Linked DNA regions of Zea mays: region 2 is linked to region 1. A link is a contact called in public Hi-C data. All regions are on one chromosome and are shown on one strand. Each heading gives the region's core, a stretch centred on a gene start, on an enhancer-like site or on the middle of the called end of the contact. The rest is flanking DNA. Distances are from core to core; before and after follow the strand shown.

Region 1 (4,760 bases), core at 1,337-3,836:
TCTCAGAAATTCTTCAATCGCACATTAAGTAAACAATAAGAACAAAAATAATCCAGAATTTCTCTTCCTGGACAGTAACAAAACTACTCTCATTATGACAAACAGAACAAGTACAAGATTGAAAGCTATTACCTGGAGCTGGAGCCAATGACCTGAACCAAGTTAAATTAAGAAGATTATAGTCCCCGACCAACACAGGATCAATCCGAACTGTATGCAGAGTAAGTGAATAATTCATTGCCTTGACTTGATCAGCAGCAAAGCTAATTCCAGTGTAGGGAGCTATATCCATTGTGATATTTAGCCCAGAAGCTCCAACAACATAAAAATTTACAATCTCAAACTGATTAACGCGCAGGTTGAGCTGAGAAGCAAGTTCTTGAAGAAATTTGTTGCTCCAGTTTGAAGTCAAGGAAACATTACGAAGGAAGAGCTCAATTCTCACTGGATAAACACAATGGCAGTCCCGGGTCCCTCGTTTTTGTACCATGTTCGGTGCACAACAACCTAACAAACAAACATAAATCACAATATGGTTAAGAGAATAAAGCAAATCTATAACATAGAACAGATACTATTGGAGTAAATGATATCCGTCGCATAAAAAATGGAACAAATAGATCAGAACGAAATGTATAAATGATGCTCTTCTAGAATAGACAAATGACCAACCCCTCAACAGGATTATGTAATTTTAAGCTGTGTGAGAGCTCATTTACAATCAGAATACTTCAAGGCTCTGGCAAATAGACTTACCACTGTGAGGAGACACTGGAGGCTGCACTAATCCCAAAGGAGCTGCGCTAGAATTTGAAGCTGCATCCGGAGGGTCAGCATCTACGTGAGCAGGAGCAGCTGTTGCTAAGTGTCTGGTATGCTGCACTGGAGGACGTGATAGATCTGAGGAATAAATGGCAAGATCTAAAGCACCAGGCATGTAACGATAGCTAGGTGCTGAAATAGGAGGATGTGTGGATGACATGGCAACTGCTGATGAATATAGCTTCTTTTGTCTTTGGAGGCCATCATCTGGTTGTGCAGAAACACTCACAAGGACTTTAGTTTGGGATGCCAAAGAATGAAATGGTCCCCAACCTTGGAATGGAGGCATGGCAGGGGCGACTACTTCTAGAGCAAACGTTTGAACAATCAAATTGGTCCCACTGAGAAACTCCAGGATCAATACAGCAGGCAAGACATTGGACATAAAATTTCTCAATGTGTCTTCAGGAATTCCTGAAAAAAAAGCTGTACACCATCCAGTGAGAATTATTTTAAGCAAGAAAGTACATTGTGTGGAATGGGCATAAAGCGTAGACAAAAGATTCTGGTGGCCCATGGCTCATTGGCTCCCTAAAAACAACATACAAATGTTATGGAGCCCTTCTAAGGTGGTAAGATAAAAAGGTCGTACCATATCTGCCCTTTACGTATGCCCTTGAATGATACAATTGTAGGCAGAGAAAGAAATGTCCATATGCACATAAACACACACTTGTGTTCCATCTGAATTACAAAATACCTCCACTCCCTTGTGCCAAACATTATTAACTGACACATTAGTATCCGACCTTCTCGATCATTTGAATCATACCATGATACATGTTCAGCAGATCAGATGTTCTTTGCCAAGGCTTGGCATTGTTAATTTAAACAGGATAGCTATGCCATTTCCCGATTCATTATCCAAGGTATTGTTTCACCTCATTCAGATTTGTCCACTCTCGCACCCATCGATTTTACACACGAGTGCGTTTGAATAAAACATAAGCATCGGAGTCGGACAAAAAAGATTACTTTTTCCCCCCACAAGCAAGGAGGCCACAGAGACTACGAATATGAAACTGCCTAGTATCTGCTGCAGTGTCCATTACATCCTCCTCACTGTTAAGCATAGGCTGCACAATCTCTACCGTATTGATTGTTCCATGGCTGCTGGCGCCTGGAAGACTACATGTGAACTCGAATCCGCCGCTCCCACTACCCCCAAACGGACTCGAATCTACAGGCGAGCTTTCCCACTGTGCGCCCAAATGTTGGTAACGAGCTCCCGACGGTAGTTGGAGCAGCGCGCCCTCCCATAGCCCAGACCCCGCCGTGGAGCCGTCATTTCCCCGCCGGCAGAACCTCAAATCGGGCAAGCACAATCGTGGCACGCGCCCAGACTACTCGAGCCCATCGCACCAAGCCTTCCATGAAGCAAGGAGCAGCAAGGAGGCTAGGGCCCACGCAGATCAGATGGGGGGGAGGGTGCTCACCTCGGGCTGGACCGGAGCGGCAGCCCGCTCGCCCGAGCCGCGCCATCCCCGGCGAAGACGCGAAGCACACAGCAGCAGCTGCTGCTGCTGCTACCGCCGCCGCGGGGGCAGGCGCGCTCGTCGCGGCGCTGGCGATTTGGGGCCCATGCGCGCGGGAAGAGGGGAGGGACAGGGACGGCGGCGGCGTACGGGGTGGAGTGGATGGATTTGGCTTTCCTCTCCGGCCGCTCTCCCTTGTGTTCGGGCGCGGGCGCGGCTCTCGGCAGCTGCCGGTGGTGGTGGTGGTGTGGCTTTGATTTGCTTTTTGCGCCTGCGCTGCTGCTTTTCCCTCCTGCGATTATTATTATCTCTCCCCTCCCTCGCCGCTGCAACCTCGGGGAGGGGAGGGGGATTTTTCAGAAGGGATCGGTGTGTGTCCTGTCCAGTCCAGTCCACTGTGGTGGTTTTACTCGAGGTTGAAAGACGACCGACGTGGGCTCTCGGGCCCTCAAAAGTCAATGCTCGCTCGTTTTGTCTACGGCCGGGGCGAGAATCGGCAATTTCACAGCATGCTAGTAGATCGACGATTTTGGATGGCTGTATGCCTGTATATATAGGTCCTGTTTGTTTCGGCTTCTTACAGCTTCTGGCCACCAAAAACTGCTGCAGACTGCCAAACGCTCAGCTTTTGAGCCAGCTTCTATAAAATTTGTTGGGGGCAAAAACCATTCAAAATCAACATAAACACATAATCGGTTGAGTCGTTGTAATAGTAGGAATCTGTCACTTTCTAGATCCTGAGCCCTATGAACAAATTTATCTTCCTACACGTGTAATCGTAATGATACTCAGATTCTCCCCACAGCCAGATTTCCAGAAAAGCTGGTCAGAAAAAAAGCTGAATCAAACAGACACATAATAACCGTCTCCGTCTGTCGCCGTTTCATTCCACACATGCAAGCACACCGGGCAAGGATAAAGATAAAATCCTAGTTAGGCTTCACGTGGAAGGCAACAAAAGATGGGTCACGCGGGGCTAGGCCAGCAGCCTACCTTGAGGACAAGCTAATCTATCGATATTAGGCCATCTCGAAGTCTAAGGCAGGCCTTACAAAGCCAACAGATATCTGATCAACGGAACAAATGGTCGCACAATTGAGGAGCACAACAATATTCTTCACAAAAAGCACACAAACATATGACTGTGACTATGACAGTCCATCCAGCTTATGTTTAGTTGTGGAAGATAAAGTGTCAACCGGAATATAGGTTTTATTCTGTCTGTTCTTGAAAAAAAATAGGCTAAACACGAAGTCTCTGCTCAGGTGAAGAAGTATGGAGTTAGATTCGTATACATGTGAAAAACTGCATACTTTAGAAAGAAGAGATCCTTCCGCAGATCTTCGTAAATTGCTAGTATGCAAAGAGATGCTGGCAACTAACTGGGGTGACTCCACCACGCACGTTCTAACCATCTCTTAGCTATTCAGCAAATACGAGCGAAGGTACCTCATAATCATGATTTGGTGCATAAGGAAAAATAGAAATGGATGAATCTTTAAAAACATACCACCAATAATTGAAAACATACCACGCCAATAACGAATGCAAAGTGTGTTTGTTACAGAGATGCTCCTAATTTGCCATAGAGTGAAGCCTTCAGACAGCCAATAGAATTGGAGCATGGCTACAACAGATCTTTTTTTTAATCCCCTCTCTAATCTCTTCCTATAACCTTGTACATAATATTTTTTTAATACAAAAGTATTGTAGGTCTTTCGTACAGTAATTGCCTCAAAAAAAATCTTAGGCCATCTTCGTCAATAACGACGTGCAAGGCAAACGAGCGAGTGCAGTTTGAATTGGAGAGTGGAATAGGAGCCTTAGTGTACAGTAGAGATGGCCAAACGGGCCGCCCGGCTCGGCTCGGGCCCAGTGAAGCCCGGCCCGGCTCGGGTCCGGTGAAGCCCGGCCCGCTAGACACGGTTATAAAATTGGGCTGGACCGACTAAGCAGGTGAGTTTAATTTTCTGTCCGAGCTCGGCCCGCATCGAGCCTAAACGGGCCAGGCCGGCTCGTTTAGCACGAAAAAAGCGGGCCGAAAAGCGGATATGCGGGCCGACAAGCACGTTTTAGTGTAAAATAACGGGCTTAACGAGCTTAGAGGTAAACGGGTCGTGGCGGGCTAGCCCACCGTGACTAGTTTCCTGTCCGAGCCCAGCCCGCTTATTTGTACCGGACCGGCCTGAGCCCGCATAGAACCGGACCGTGCCGGGCTCGGATCGGGTCCGAACAGCAGGCTTCGTGCCGGGCTCACGGGTCTCGTGGTTATTGACCATCTAAAGTGTACACGGTCACCGGTGAGTCACTAACGGGAGCCTAGCTGCTAGCTTAAGCGCCGCGCATCAAATCCGGGGCTAGACGTCGACATCGATCTCATGTGCGCAATCATGACCTACTGCTCTTCCTTTGCCGACTCGACTTCCCGTGCTAGCGTAGTAGCAGCGACGCTTTACCTCTTCT
Region 2 (4,760 bases), core at 1,149-3,648, 140 kb after region 1:
CTCTTAATGTAGCACTGGCTCTAATACCAATTGAAAGTTGCCTAGAGGGGGGGTGAATAGGCGAAACCTGAAATTTACAAACTTTAAACACACACTAAGGTCGGGGTTAGTGTTATAATTAATCTTAAGTCCAAAAGATTGTTTCTCTTGCTAGGAGTTGCTCAAAGGATGCGGATGACGTATGGGAGCCAACTCAAATCAATACTAGCAAGGAAAAGTTAGAGAGTGGAAAGAGGGCAAATAAATCAGACGAGAATAAAAGTGAGTAGACACAGTGATTTATTTTACCGACATTCGGCTCCAAGAACCTAATCCCGTTGAGGAGGCCACAAAGGCCGGGTCTATTCCAACCCTTTCCCTCTCTCTCAAACGGTCACTGAGACCGAGTGAGCCTTTTCCTTAATCACACGGGTCACTAAGACCCCGCAAGGACCACCACACACTTGGTGTCTCTTGTTTAGTTTTACATGCACTTAGAAAAGAAGTGAGGAAGGAAGAAAGACAATCCAAGCGACAAAAGCGCAAATGAACACAAAAACTCTCTCTCTCAAGTCACTAAGTGGTTGAGATGAATTTGGGACTTGGAGAGGGTTTGATCTTTGGAATTTGTGTCTTGGAGTGAATGCTAGAGCTCTTGTATTGAATGTGAACTTCTGAAAACTTGGACCCCAATGAATGAGGTGGTTGGGGGGTATTTATAGCCCCCAACCACTTCCTAGCAGTTGGCAAAGGCTGCTGACGATGGGCGCACCGGACAGTCACTGTTCACTGTCCGGTGCGTGCCACGTCAGCACGTCCATTAGGGTTCGGAGCAGTTGACCGTTGGAGGCGTTTGTCTTTTTGCTGCACCGGACAGTCCGGTGACCTCTGACTTCTACGCTCTGACTTCTGACGCCACACTGTTCATTTGACGAAACGACTGTTGGTGCGCTGGGAGCCGTTGCTCCACTGGCTCACCGGATAGTCCGGTGAATTATAGCGGAGCGCGCCTCTGATTTCCCGAGAGTGTCTTGTTCGAAGGACGCCTGGCCTGGTACACCGGACAGTGTCCGGTGCGGCAAAAATCAGCACACTCTTAGTCTTGCTACAATTTTTGATTGAGTCCCTAACTGAAATTCTTTCTTGGTTTGTGTTGTATCTTATGCACCTGAGATAAATCACATCTAGCCAAACTAGTTAGTCCATATGGTTTGTGTTGGTCGTCAACCACCAAAATCTATTTATAGGAAATGGTTAACCATATTTCCCTTTCAATATACAAGACACATTTCTCTTCATTCCTAGAGACAAGATGAGACTAATGCGGGAATGGATGGAAATAAAGTCAATTAAGGAAGTTAATGGCCTTTGAAACACAAGAATCATAGAGGAACCATATCGTTCATTTTCACAGGAAAAAACACAAGAAACGGGAAAAAATCTGGCAATCCAAAGGGTCTAAATTTTTAAGAAGTTAAAATCTTTCTGAAACCCTTATAATCTCCCTCGATCTCTATGGGACTGTTTGGAACCATCCAGTTTTAAAGAAACTGGTTTATGGAAATTGAGGTGGTTCCAAACATACCAGATTATGCCTCAGTTTATAGAAATTGTATTCACATTTTCTTAAAAATCAAGAATTTAGCATCTCCTATTTAAAAAATAAAAACTGATTTTTTAAAAATTAGATTGCTTTCAAACATAACCTATATTTAGGGATGAAAGTGGTAATTCGAACTGTTAGGACAAATTTAATATTTTAAAATAGATATGTATAAAATTTGATATTGATCTTTTTTATGTTATCAAGCACATTAGTACAAATACGAATAAAATATTACATAAATTATTTTATGTATTATTTGCTTCCTACAACACAAAAAGTTGAAAAAATTACCGAATTTATTTCCGAATCCGTACCGAAGTTTATATCTATTATTTAAAAAAATATATGAATTTGAGGTTTACCTTTTATGAATCTTTAGAAGCTCAATGTTAAAAACAAGAATACAAATTTGTATTATAGATTCTATATCCTATTTATTCGCAATCAAAGAAAAACGACTAAAAAACTGATTACCGAATAAATACTGTTTCCGACCGTTTTCATCCCTACCTATATTGCAGTGATGAAAGTATGAAATCAACAAATCCTCCAAAGGAAGTTGAGAAAGCATAGGGCCTTGTTCGTTTGCGTCGGATTGCACCCGGAATCATTCCGGCTAATCAAAGTTTATATAAATTAGAGAAGCAATCCGGCCAGGAATTGTTCCGACCCACCAATCCGACACAAACGAACAAGGCCTAGGTCGGACCGGATCATGGTATAGATGGGCCGTAGAATTTATGGTGGGCCACAGTATCTCCAAATCTCGGAATGCAATTTAGCGGCCTAAAAAAAGGAAAAAAGCAACAAGGAAAAAGAAAAAAAAAGAATATTTCGATCGTGGTGTGAGCTTTAACTCCACTTTCCCACTAGCAGCTAGGGTTTCTCCCCTCTTCTTTTCCCCTCCTCCCGCTGCCCTCGGCTCCCACGACGCCCGGCTAGGGTTTTGCCTCCTTCCCGCTGCCGCCGTCTCAGCGAGCGAGACTGAGCTGTGCTTAGTAAGCCATGTCGCTGCGCCCGAGCGAGCGGGTCGAGGTGCGGCGGAACCGCTACAAGGTGGCGGTTGACGCGGAGGAGGGGCGGCGGCGGCGCGAGGACAATATGGTGGAGATCCGCAAGAGCCGCCGCGAGGAGAGCCTTCTCAAGAGGCGCCGCGAGGGGCTCCAGGCCCAGGTCCCTGCCCCTCCCTCGGGGGTCGAGAAGAAGGTGAGCATACGCCGCTCGCTCCGCTCTCTGTTATTTCTGATTTTTCCTTTTTCTGTTGCGATGGTATTCTAGCGTTGTGATTATGTCGCGATTGGACGAGTGTTCAGTACATAATTAGTAGATCAGGTCGACTGTTAAGCAATGCGAATGCGTTGTACTCGTCCTTTTATACATATAATACAAGTTGCAGTTCGAGCCCGTATTTGATTGCTATGAGTATTTCCTGCAGAAGGCTTCATGCATATTTGATTACTTGTCATTTAGAGTGTTTGGTACTTGCCACTGTACTCTCATCTACCTTTAGCCTTGTAGTATTCTGATTCTGATTAATATTAGGTTGATGACTAGATTAATTCTTCAGAAATTAGATTTTACACGCAGTCTAGTTGTGTTTTGACGAGCGTTTGATATTGATTTAGATGTACCAAAAGTTTTATTATTTATGCCTGTGATTTCTTAGGTATACCTATCATCTATATCATTCAGAAAACAGAAGTGTAGTCATATGGTTCGTAGGTTCTAGGTAGGCCAAATTTAAGTTTTCAAGGATGGTATTTCTAGAACATGTTATAGGTGATTTGCCAAGTGTTAGTATCGGTCATTTTTATTATTGATATAGGAAAGATTTCTTATTCCTTTTAGTCTCTATATGTCAATGAATGTGCACTATCACCTTATGACATGTTCTTGCTGCATTTTACTTTGTATCAGCATGTCTTGATCCACTAGACCAAGGAATAGCTCTTGATTTCTAGGGATGTTTTTCTGTCGCGGTCCTAATCAGGTGCAACTGTGCAAGCTATGATGGTGGAGAACTTTGTTGGTCTTGTTATTGATTGTTTTATTATCTTGTTGATCTTAGAACACTGCATGATTGATGTTGTTTTAATATTTGGAATGAGTATGCATAGTCATGTTTATGAATTCTTCAGAATCAGTGCTTACCATGTTATTGCTGTGCTGATTTGTTTTGTTGATGTACGCATTTTTGTCTTGTTTCAAAATATTTTTCCTCCTGATCCGATGTATCTTTGCTGTTACTACGAGATAGCATCATAGTTCATTTTTTTTGAAGTAAATCTTGTTGTCTACATATGTGGTCAAAAGTGTCAAAGAAATTAACCTTGTCTAACAACAGAAGCTTGGAGCTATGTTTCTAATTCTAGAGCTACATATGTTTTATCCTTGGATTAACATTATTCTAACAGAGTTTCTTTTTTCTGGCATTGTTAGTGTTATGTGGCTACTGAAATTGTTTTAGTGCTTTCCTGGTTTTGAGGTTTTGTTCTAGTGTTTTGCTTATTATCGTGTCTGTAGACTTTTATCACACCGTCACCATTTACACAGTAGCATGCTGCCATGTTGCTTGTGTCTTTGACTTCCTGGCAAGCTTATTTTCTTGGTCTTTATGTGGTCATTATTCAGTTTAGGTTCTTTTAGTACTAACTATATTTGTGATGTGTTAAATTGGTAGCTTGAAAGCCTCCCAGCTATGGTCAGTGGGGTTTATTCGGATGACAATAACCTTCAGCTTGAGGCCACCACACAGTTTCGCAAGTTGCTATCTATAGGTATTAACTTGCTGTCTTTCCAGTTCTTTTCGTTTCTTAGTTTGTTTATCAAAGGTGCCTATTATACACGGTTTGTAAACATTGGTTGAATTTGCAATGTTTCTTTTCCAGAGAGGAGCCCTCCCATTGAAGAAGTTATCAAATCAGGTGTAGTTCCAAGATTTGTGCAGTTGCTCACAAGAGAGGATTTGCCCCAGCTGCAGGTATGTTGATTTAATATAAACCTTATATCCTGTTGTTGCTGGATGAAAATGAATTTCTCATCAGCTTTGTAATTCTTTTGTAGTTCGAAGCAGCATGGGCTCTCACAAATATTGCTTCTGGCACTTCAGAAAATACAAAGGTTGTTATTGATCATGGGGCTGTTCCTATATTTGTGAAGCTTCTTGGGTCTGGTA

Evidence for each region. Hi-C and Micro-C count contacts between places; a contact is called where the count stands out from the background.
Region 2: a Hi-C map of leaf shows a contact between it and region 1, with 8 times the contacts expected there. The contact joins the promoter of LOC103649953 here to the promoter of LOC100279235 in region 1. A contact is called at or near these places in 17 of 25 Hi-C or Micro-C datasets (bundle sheath, ear, endosperm and 6 more) and 2 of 3 datasets of contacts at active chromatin or transcription factors (leaf and seedling).

Annotation. Positions count from the first base shown.
Region 1 is chr3:35,678,902-35,683,661 of Zm-B73-REFERENCE-NAM-5.0, forward strand. It overlaps LOC100279235 (putative protein kinase superfamily protein), which reads right to left and starts at 2,587. Exons shown (of 8, transcript NM_001152256.1): 1 at 2,259-2,587; 2 at 757-1,236; 3 at 133-507. The coding sequence starts at 2,304.
Region 2 is chr3:35,821,887-35,826,646 of Zm-B73-REFERENCE-NAM-5.0, forward strand. It overlaps LOC103649953 (importin subunit alpha-1a), which reads left to right and starts at 2,399. Exons shown (of 11, transcript XM_008675648.4): 1 at 2,399-2,791; 2 at 4,266-4,362; 3 at 4,474-4,565; 4 at 4,649-4,760. The coding sequence starts at 2,591.